Linked DNA regions of Mus musculus: region 1 is linked to region 2. Evidence: chromatin contacts called from public Hi-C data. All regions are on one chromosome and are shown on one strand. The core of a region is the stretch at or near the end of the contact, and the rest is flanking DNA. Distances in the headings are between cores, read along the strand shown.

Region 1 (4,993 bases), core at 1,397-3,896, 97 kb before region 2:
TATGTAGCATTCAAACACACAACCCTGGCCTAGGCTGTCCAACTACTTCTAGCTACAGTTTGACCTTGGATAGCCCAGATTAATCCATCCTTTCACGGAACTTACTTTCCATTCTTAGTTCTTAAAGTTTCTAAATATTCTTATTGTATTTCATTTAACAACTGCTTTTCTTTAAGCCCAGCAAGATTGGATATAATGACCTTATCTCCTTACAAGCAGCCAAAAATTATTAAAAATCATGTCCATTATCATTCTTTTAAGTCTAAAAACAGCCAGACTTAAAAAGAAGTCTAAATCTAGCCAGTCATGATTGTGTCCACTGATTGTAATTCCATCATTGGGAGGCAGTATAGGGGAAGGGCCACAAATTTGAAGCCATTCTGGTTTGCAGAGTGAGTTGCAAACTGTATCTCAGAAAAAGCCCAACCCCTCTCAAAACAAAAACCAACCAACCAAAAACAAACAAACCCCCAAAAAACAAAAAACAAAAAACCCAAAAAACAAAAAACAAACAAACAACCCCCCCAAAAAAAAAACCAAACAACTCCCAAAATCTAAATTAATAATATATGTATACATCCTTTTGAAAATGGAACATGAGCATCACAATTTCACTGTTTTTCAATAGCAATAATTACTCCTTGAATGAACTTCATTGGTTGCAGTATTGCCAGTATTTAAAGTAAGATTTAACTAAAAATATAAATAAAGGGAACAGTAATAATGTTGAAAGCACAGATATCTCATTATTATGGAATTATGTTCTTATTAAAACCTCCAGTTTCAGTACCATATCCTGTCACTACTGTTCAGTCACTTAAAATTGGTTTGAAAGACGAAGAGTCCTAAGTCTTAAACAGGCCCTGAAGCGCTGTAAGGAAGTCAAGCACAGCGTTTAAGCAGCATTTCCTGCACTGCGGGCAGGATCTGAAAAATTATAAGATCTCAGTCACAGCTATACTTCTCTTGAGGATCACAACTGGAGTTTTGTAGTCACGTGCATGACCACGTATTTATAAAGTCACCGCTGAGATTTTGAAAGAAGATCTCAGCTTTTAAAACCTCTTCTAATAACACGAGCAGGGGGCAGTCGAAGTAATTCGATATTTGACATCATTTACTTTTTTTCCCTTTCCTCTTGCCATTCAAGTGCTGAGTCACTGTTCCTCTCTAAAATTGAAGATACAAAAATAAACACCCTTATTGGCATAGCAAGCTCAGTTTAATGTTATAAGAAAATGAAAGGCTACTGTCTATAGTTGAAGATTGCCCAGTTTATTTTGTAAAAATTGGTGCTTGAGAGATAAATCACTATTCTCAAAGTAAATATAGCTTATTGTTTTTCTTAATCAATACTATTTTAAAATATAGTAACATTTGTTTAGGCAATATTTGCTTAAGGACATTTTCTTTTCTCTTCTCTCTTTCTTTCTTTTTTCTTTCTTTTCTTTCTTTCTTTCTTTCTTTCTTTCTTTCTTTCTTTCTTTCTTTCTTTCTTTCTTTCTTTCTTTCTTTCTGACACAGTTTCTCCCTGACTGTTCTGGAACTTGCTCTATAGACAAGTTTGGCCCTGAACTCACAGAGCTCTGCTTGCCTCCACCTCCTGAGTGCTGGCATTAAAGGTATATACCATCACTGCCTGGCATCATTTTTTCTTTATAAAATCACTTCCAAGTGGAATTTTTTTTGGTTGCATTAATCTTTTAAAAACTATTTATTGTTAGTGTGTGTGTGTGTGTGTGTGTGTGTGTGTGTGTACTCCTGTGTGTGTGTGTTCCTGTGTGTGCACCCACATGTGAAAGGTCAGAGGACAGCTCATAGTGGCTGACTCTTTCTTTCCCCTATAGGTTCTGGTTCTGTTATTAAATTCAAGTCATCAGGCTAGCAATAAAAGTTCCTTTACTTCCTGAGAAGGTCACTGGTACCATTACATTCATCTTGAAAATATAAGGTTAGGTCATGGGTTGGTACTACAGTTGGAAGGTGGTCATTCATTTGTTCTTTCTTTCACCCACTCATCCCATAAAGATTAGATAGACTACTTAACAATAGGCACCTCTAGGTCCCAAAGACTTAGCAACACAAACTTACCCTGAACAGAGGACTACTTGCGGAAAGAGGGAGGAAGTGTGACTCAGTCAGTTATTTTATGTCTTTATACCGTGAGAGGGGACCTAGAAGAAAATAATCTACAAGTAACTCAGATTTGGATATGGATAAGATGGTATGCTCGAATGTTTGGCTTTTTACCCCGCTGATGTGTCTCTGAGTTTCCCTCGTGTGTCTCTGCCGACCATTCCTTCTCCAGTTCTCACAGCACATGAATCATGTCCAACATGCCCACAGCCCACACTCTCCTGTCACTGTTGCTGAAATCCAACCGTTGTCACAACACAGCTTTTCCATCTCTAGCTCTGCTTTGGTCTGAAGAAAACACAATTCCCACAGAGAGGTGGATCTACTCTCTATGACCTCCCTTGCAAGGTCTGTGTTGTGTTTCACGTCTAAAGAGGACTTTGGGAACAAGTAGACAGTGGAGGAACAGCTCAATGTCCCTTCAGAAGCTCCTTACCTCGGCCTTCAGGACCAGGAAGACTGTGGGCCCCTCCCTTTTGCCCCACACCAGCAGTCCTTGCCAGGAAGCCAACTCACCTCCCAGCACCCTAGTCAGTGACTGTTGGCAGCTACAGGGCGAGGTGTCACTGACTGATGCATAATTATGGTGGACAGAAAAATGTAGACGTGTTAGCAAAGTCAATATTAAGGAGGCCTCTGTCTTCCCAAATACTGTAAGTGAAAGATATTTCTAGGGCATAGCCAATTACATTCTCTGCTTTTATGACCAGTCACAAATGTATTTTTTATTAGCTGGTGTGTTCAATGTTTTGAATGCACAGCCCTTATTTCAATCTCGTTTTAGTTTGTGGTAAGTGTGGAAGGGTTTTTTTGCTGACTTGAAATAGTGAAGCTGCTCTCCTTGAGCTGAGCGGAGGCCTGGAGCCCTGAGTGTTTTATTCCACAGCCTTCTGTGATTCTTGCCTGTAAATTAGTCTCTGAAGTGGTGTTTATTGCTGAACCAAGAGGTTAAGACAGCCTAATTATATGTTTGTGCAGGAGAAAACACCATGCCCCACCGTGAGCAATTATCCTGTCCCCCTTTCACAGTTTAATTTGGCTCCAGCTAAGAAGAATGAGGAGATGGCCTGTCTTCACCACAAACTTAGCTACCATGCATTTTCAGTGTTAATTAGAAATTCCGTTCACTGGGAAAGTAACTTTATAGAGTCACCCAGCTTCCAGTCAAGTGGAGGGCATCTGGTGAGGCGACTTCAAGTGTCTTTGTGGATCAGCTCTCTAATTCCACTCATGGGGCAACATGTGGGTGGGACCCTCACACATCACTCCTAGCTTCCTTTAGCGATGCCATTTTCTTGTTCTTTTTATTTTTACACACTCAGAGCAATGAAAGCAAACACAGCAGAGACTGGTAGGAATCTGGGGTGTTGTGCACAGTATTTGTTTTAAAGGAAAATCCTGATTTTTCCCCCCAAGGGACTTTTTCTTATGTAAGTAGGATGCAGCCAATAAAAACCAGAACGAGAGCAACAGGTCAATGTCTTTAAAGTTGGTCATAAAATGTATCACAACAAAGAATCCTTAGGGTAGAGATTGCATGCAGGAGTATATGTCTTTGTTCTTGGACGCTTCTCTGTCACAAGGGCAGCATATTTCTGTTTCTCTTCAAAAGACATGGGCTCATATTTTCATGCACAGGCATATGCTAAGGCCTCACAAAGCACAGGTTCAATTTCCTCTTAGGAAAATAAAAGATGCCCTTCATGTCTTCTAGCACTCAGCCAGCAATGCGCATTGTCATTGAAATGAGCTGAGGGATGAACTGGCCCTCTAGGAAACAGTATTTCAATAGTGGTCCAGAGCACCCTGCTGGGATGGGCTCCCTCCAGGGAAACAGGCTTCTTATTATTAGCAAATTTCCAGGCTATCACTCAGTTCTCTCATCTTTATCCCATTTCTGGAAGTTCTGTTTTAAGGATGTCTTTCTCTTGCCCTCTACCCCACTTTCAGCTCTCTACTTTCTTAACCTCTTAGATTTTTTTTTAAAGTAAACCTTGTTTCTCATTGGCTAGCTCTGCTCTGTTAACCACCCCTCCCAACCCCGGTGGGTCTTTCAGGCAGTGTACTTGAGGTGCAGACAACCATAGCTGATAGCATAAGGAGGCACTTGGATGCTCATGTCTTCCATGTATTTTCCCATTTATTTCAAGGGCATTTCTTCCATGGCTTAAGGCAGCTAAGACACACACTTTCTGGTGATTCTTTGGTGGGCCTTTTAAAGATCTCTCTTCTCTGCCTGTGAGAAGAAAGTGAGTATGGCGAATGGAAGCTAGCATAATGATTTATAACTGTTCCATTATTTTTAAGTTCTTTTAATAAAAGAAACCAAAGACCATACATTTACCTCAAGGACATTATACCAGGCCATCTTGCTGCTGTGTCTTGTTCCATGGCACTCCCCAGTAGTTTTCAGCCAGAAACCATCTGCATCTCTCATTTGAAAGTTATATGCCTACTATGTGCCAGGCTATATTCTCATAAATGTCATGCAGAGCTGCTGGCTGCTCAGGCTTGTTTCTGCTCTGTCAGAGTGCACAGTTTTTTGGGGACACACATTGTCTCTCTAAATTAGAATCTAAATCACCTTTAAACAAATAGCTTTAACCCCATCAAGTAGCATGCTGTATTACTCTTGTCAATGAGATACTGACTTCTCATTTCCTCAGGAGTATAGTAATGTTTTTAGGGCATCTGAGTGAATCAGTAGGAGGCTGGAGGAAAGAAATGATGCTATGACAACAGTCTTCTCCAGGAAGTGCTCTGTGACACTTTACAGCATGAGTTTCCTTGGCTGTAAATGGAAACATCACTTTTATTTCTTCTGCTGAAGTGATGGGATGAAGGCTGTAACCAAGCT
Region 2 (4,724 bases), core at 216-2,715:
AACTGTACCTTCTGTGCATGTAGTTGTGCAGTGCATCTGACAGCCATTTGCTGTAACTCTGAGGTGGTCATTAGGGCGTTTTGCCAGATATTTCTGGCTTCCAGGCACATAGGAGTATTATATCTTCCCTCTTTCTTGGAACCATGATATGGCTATGTGAATAGTTTAGGCTAATGAGATAAAAGGGGACATGACATGGTAGATTCCATAAAGCCCAAAATGCCACTCACATACTTTATTTTTTTCTCTGTGACATGCATGGTGATAGTCCGTGCTTGGAATTAGGGATGCTTCAGTTGTTGGCATCTCCAGGTAGTTTATAAGAATTTCACTTCACCTAACTCCTATGTGCACATGGCTTGAGCAAGAAGTATGTCTCTGTTTCATACATTAGGATTCTGGGACAGTTTTTCCCTTGTACAGAAGCTAATTCATCTGGACTTGCATCAAACTAAAATATTAGAATAATTATACTTTCAACTAGGAAGAATAAAACAGTATGGAGTATAGAATAATCTCTTAACTACTTAATCTCTAAGACTTCAACATTTTGAAAAATGATGAAGAGAACAGGGAAGATGATACTTAAATATTAATCTTAAAAGTATATTAATTTATGCTTCACTCTTAACTTTTAATGATATATTGTGCTAGTGTCATATGAATGTTTCTTTGTAATTTTCATATAGTTGTCATTTGCTAGATACACTTAGAGGGTTTCTTTGTTACCTAGGACTTTTGACAAATACTGTAAGTTTACATTAGTCTTCACTGTCTGAGTGTATAGGCAAGGTCAAAACAATTTTGAGTCAATTAGATTTTTTTGGAAGCAAGTTACAGAAAAACTAAACACAAGTTGATCATAAGGATGTTTAACATTTCATGTCTGTAGAAGTTGAGGCTGACTATGGATTGATGTAGTAGCTCAAGGTTGTCATCAAGGGCCCAGGGTTTCCCATTTCCCTTATTTGCACTCCCTGGTGCTGATTTCCTTCTCAGGTGTATCATAGAAGGCTGCAGCATCTTCAGGGACCATGTCTAACTCTGTGCTCAGAGATAGGGGCTAATTGGCTTCTGTCTATGTCACCTTGGAGAGAGGTGTCTATGTTTCCAAAGCTCCCAAGGAAACATTTCTACACATGTTAGAGGCCAGAATTGATTCCTGTGAGCATTTTCAAGCCAGTCTCTGGCCTGGAGTATGAGTCTGGAGAGTGGGTGGAATTGCTGTGGTCAGCACAGACCATGATGTCCCCATGGTCTGGCCACTACTAGACATCTTACACGGATGCTATTCAGAATGTTTCTCAATTCACTGGCATAAATGACATTTCTGGAAGCAGCTGGTTTCTGCAACTCAGAACTGTTGGGTGAAGAAGTGAAGATTTTTATTGTTCTCTTACTGTGTCAGTAACATATTCTTCAATTTGGTAAAACTGCATCATCATCAGCCCTTATGACTAATGCTATGACTTATCTCTTTCAGATGTCGTTAGTGTTGGGTTTCACTGAGAATTCTTTAGCTGTGAGGGCGGCTGAGCAGTTCTCCATAGCTTTTGTCTGCTTTTATTTGCATCTGCTCCTTCAGAAGGTAGCACTCCCTGGGACAACAGGCAGGCAGAATGCTTAAGTTTCAAACGTCCAAGTGAACATGGCATCACCCACTTCCATCTCAGATATAGCAAGATGGAAGTGGAGACCATCCCAACACAAAATAAATGCAAATTACCCTGAGACTTAAGTGCTCCAGATGGAACCCTTGGGAGGCCCTTAGCATGGAACAGTCCCAGAGGCTGTGGGCCAAATGCAAAGAATCCCAGCACTTGAGCACAGTCCTTGGAGAGCACTTGAGCACAAATTATTTCTATGACCACATGTAATGATTGAGTTAGAAGCACTAAAACATTTAAAGTGATACTCACATGCAAAATTCTCCTTTGAGGGACGGCTCCAGTCTCCAACTATGTATCTCTGAAGAAAATAAGGATGGAATAAAGCAACCCACATTTTGTTTATTACAAAAATTCTAACAGCAGGCTTATCAACCAATCTTTGTTGAAGTAAAATAGTCTTTAGTGGTCATTTTTGTCCTGAACATTGATTTTCTCTCCATTGTATAGTAGGCTTCAAAGTGTTTGTGTATTGTTTACCATAGAGCTGTCAAGGATGCTCTGAGGAAGGTCTAAGGATGTCTTGGAGTCTACAGAATATGTGCCTGTCACTGTCCATGAGGCAGAGCTCACAGAATTCACGACATCACCAGGTGGGTCCAGGCATCTCTTCTGTACTTTTCTTCTATCAACACTTTTTCACTATGGCTCTCTTTTGCCCTCGTCATGCTTGCTGGCTTGCATGGCTTCTTTCTCTAACTGTCCATTCAATTTCGTCTTGGGCTACCCTTCCTAGGGATCCACCTCTGGTGATTTAAATGCTATTTCTACCTTCTCCTGCTTCATGCGTGAGAATAAGAGGCCAGGATGCTTTGGTTTCGATGTTATAAGATGTTTAACTACACTAAAAAACAATTTATTGATTCTTTGGTTTGCAAAACAGAATTTTTGTATCAAATCGAAGTTAAAACATTCATTTTCACTCCCTATAACAGTAACCAAGGGGGTCACTGTGAAGTTTCTTTTTTCTTTCATCCTTTCTTCTCCTCCTCTTCTTCTTCCTCCCCCTCCTCTTCTCCTCCTCTTCTCCCTTTTCCACTTCTGCTTCTGTTTCTGCTTCTTCTTCCTCCTCCTCCAAATTCTGGGAATTGAACTTGGAGCCTTTCACTTTTATATACTGGGGAAACATTCTACTACCAAGCCATGTTCCTAGTGCTGGAGTTTCTTTGACTGTGAAGTACAGTGAAACTAAAAGGGGCTTCCAGTATCTAAAAGAAATGACTTCTATCTTATGTGCTTCTCAACAATACAGTTACATCTCTAATATTAAGCGTGAGATAATACTACATATGCATTTTCATTAGGTCTGTAGATGTTCCGTACTCATAAGGATGCTCTTCTTGAATTCAGGGATGGTAGGATTTCAGGTATTTGTCTTACTTCCTGATAATATTTTTTTGTCTGTTGTAGTGGAAGATAACAAGGTATACAATACAGCACTAATGTAGATCTGATGTATTAGAAACAGATAAGATATGTGGGAAATAGTCCTTGGCTACAAGGTGATGTGAAAAAACAGGGTGGTAATAAGAACAGGTCCACTGGCTGTGTCACAATGGGCACTGACTAAGTGTATCAGCTAAGTGCAGTGTGATGGGGCCATCCTCTCACTTACTTTTGATGATGGGCTCATCCAAGGAACAGGAATAATCTATTCAGTTGCCACCAAGACAAGGCTAGATTTCCATCAGAAGATGCCATCTGTGTGGGATGGAGGCAGAAAGAGGAAATCTGCTAAATGCAGACTGAGTGCTTGAGCATATCCTGGGAATGCACAGACAAATCTACAGCTATGGAGAGTCTTGCTTCTCTGCCTTATGAGCATTGCCATGTCTCTTCTTGGAGTGATATTTGTGGATACACTAAGGTTTGTGGAGCCGTAGCAACAGGAGATTGAATACATCCCCTTGATTCTTCCAGATACCAAAGAGAAGCCTTTAGTTGACTTAGGATGACTGTGGTCAGGCTGGAACACAGATGCAGGGTGGGATGGAGAGCTTGAGATGATGATGGCAGAGAGATTCACAGGACATAGGCAGGGTGGTTTCTCCTCCCCCGGTGGCTCAGTGGCTCCATCTATGGAAGCGCAGTGTGAGAGCTCTCTCCTTCTGTGGGTCTTTCTCTGTCTCTGTCTCTGTGAATTGAATAACAGAGTAGGTACTAGTCAATAACAAAAATGTGCATCTGGGGGATTTTGTTTCTGGATTCCACACAAGTCACTCTGAATTTAATCCTTTTCTCTCCTTATTTACGTTGTTCTGTTTCCATTTAATTCAGTTAACAGCTTTGACTTGTATTTGCTTTTCAATATGTTTCTCCCCTTTTCTTTGAATTCCTCCAGATCACCATCTATTTCCCCTCTTCAATTTCTTGTTTCTCTTCTTTAACCAGGTTTCCAAACTCCCTTTCTTTATTCAGTAAAGCCAGTTTAAATATTATTTTCTGCCACTGCATTCCTGTAGGATCATTTTTTTTAATGCAATGAAGAGAGCTGAGAATTCTACTTTACAAACCCCTCTCCACAGAGTAAACAGGGTTGCCAGTGAAGAAATCGAAAAGAAAGTGCAACTTGATTGATGGGCAGGACTTAGGCAGTAGGGAAACTGCCCTGCGCCAAGTGTGGGACTACGAGCAATGTGTTTATGTTTACACAAGTTTTTATAAATAGTCCTACCACATTTTAAAAAAAGCGTTCAACTTACTTTTGAAATCTAAGAGATATTAACATGGAGAGGGGGTAAACTTGAATTGGGATTTGGATAGGTAGAGGAAAGCCAGCTCTTAAGAGACTTAGGTACCTGTGGCTGAATGCATAAAGAATAAGGGTATGAGGAAAAGAATGAAATTCTAGCTTTCCCAACATTGTGAATGCAGGAAACAATGGGAGATTTGCTTCCAAGCAAATCTGGATTAGGCTGTGTTTACAGCTGAGAATGTCAACAAGGAAACCTAGTCCAGTGCACTCAGCAAGGGAAAGACAGCATGTTTTTGTTACACTGACTGAAAACTATGCATAAAAATTGCAAGATTATTTGGTATTTAAATTCAAATGTGTAC

The links. A called contact is a pair of places that touch in the nucleus more often than the background predicts.
Region 1: a contact with region 2 is called in a Hi-C map of the C2C12 cell line, with 1.7 times the contacts expected there. The contact joins two enhancer-like sites. A contact is called at or near these places in 15 of 484 Hi-C or Micro-C datasets (the C2C12 cell line, embryonic stem cells, muscle stem cells and 3 more) and 5 of 115 datasets of contacts at active chromatin or transcription factors (all in embryonic stem cells).

The regions. Positions count from the first base shown.
Region 1 is chr9:88,063,369-88,068,361 of GRCm38.p6, reverse strand. No RefSeq gene overlaps it. Among named protein-coding and RNA genes, the nearest start is that of Gm23176, 44 kb to the right of the region's middle. Within about 2 kb of position 2,646, at least 24 of the 459 cell types and tissues checked have an H3K27ac peak or open chromatin away from gene starts, as enhancers often do. A contact at or near this core is called in the C2C12 cell line, where this site is marked.
Region 2 is chr9:87,965,457-87,970,180 of GRCm38.p6, reverse strand. No RefSeq gene overlaps it. Among named protein-coding and RNA genes, the nearest start is that of Gm23176, 54 kb to the left of the region's middle. Within about 2 kb of position 1,465, at least 36 of the 459 cell types and tissues checked have an H3K27ac peak or open chromatin away from gene starts, as enhancers often do. A contact at or near this core is called in the C2C12 cell line, where this site is marked.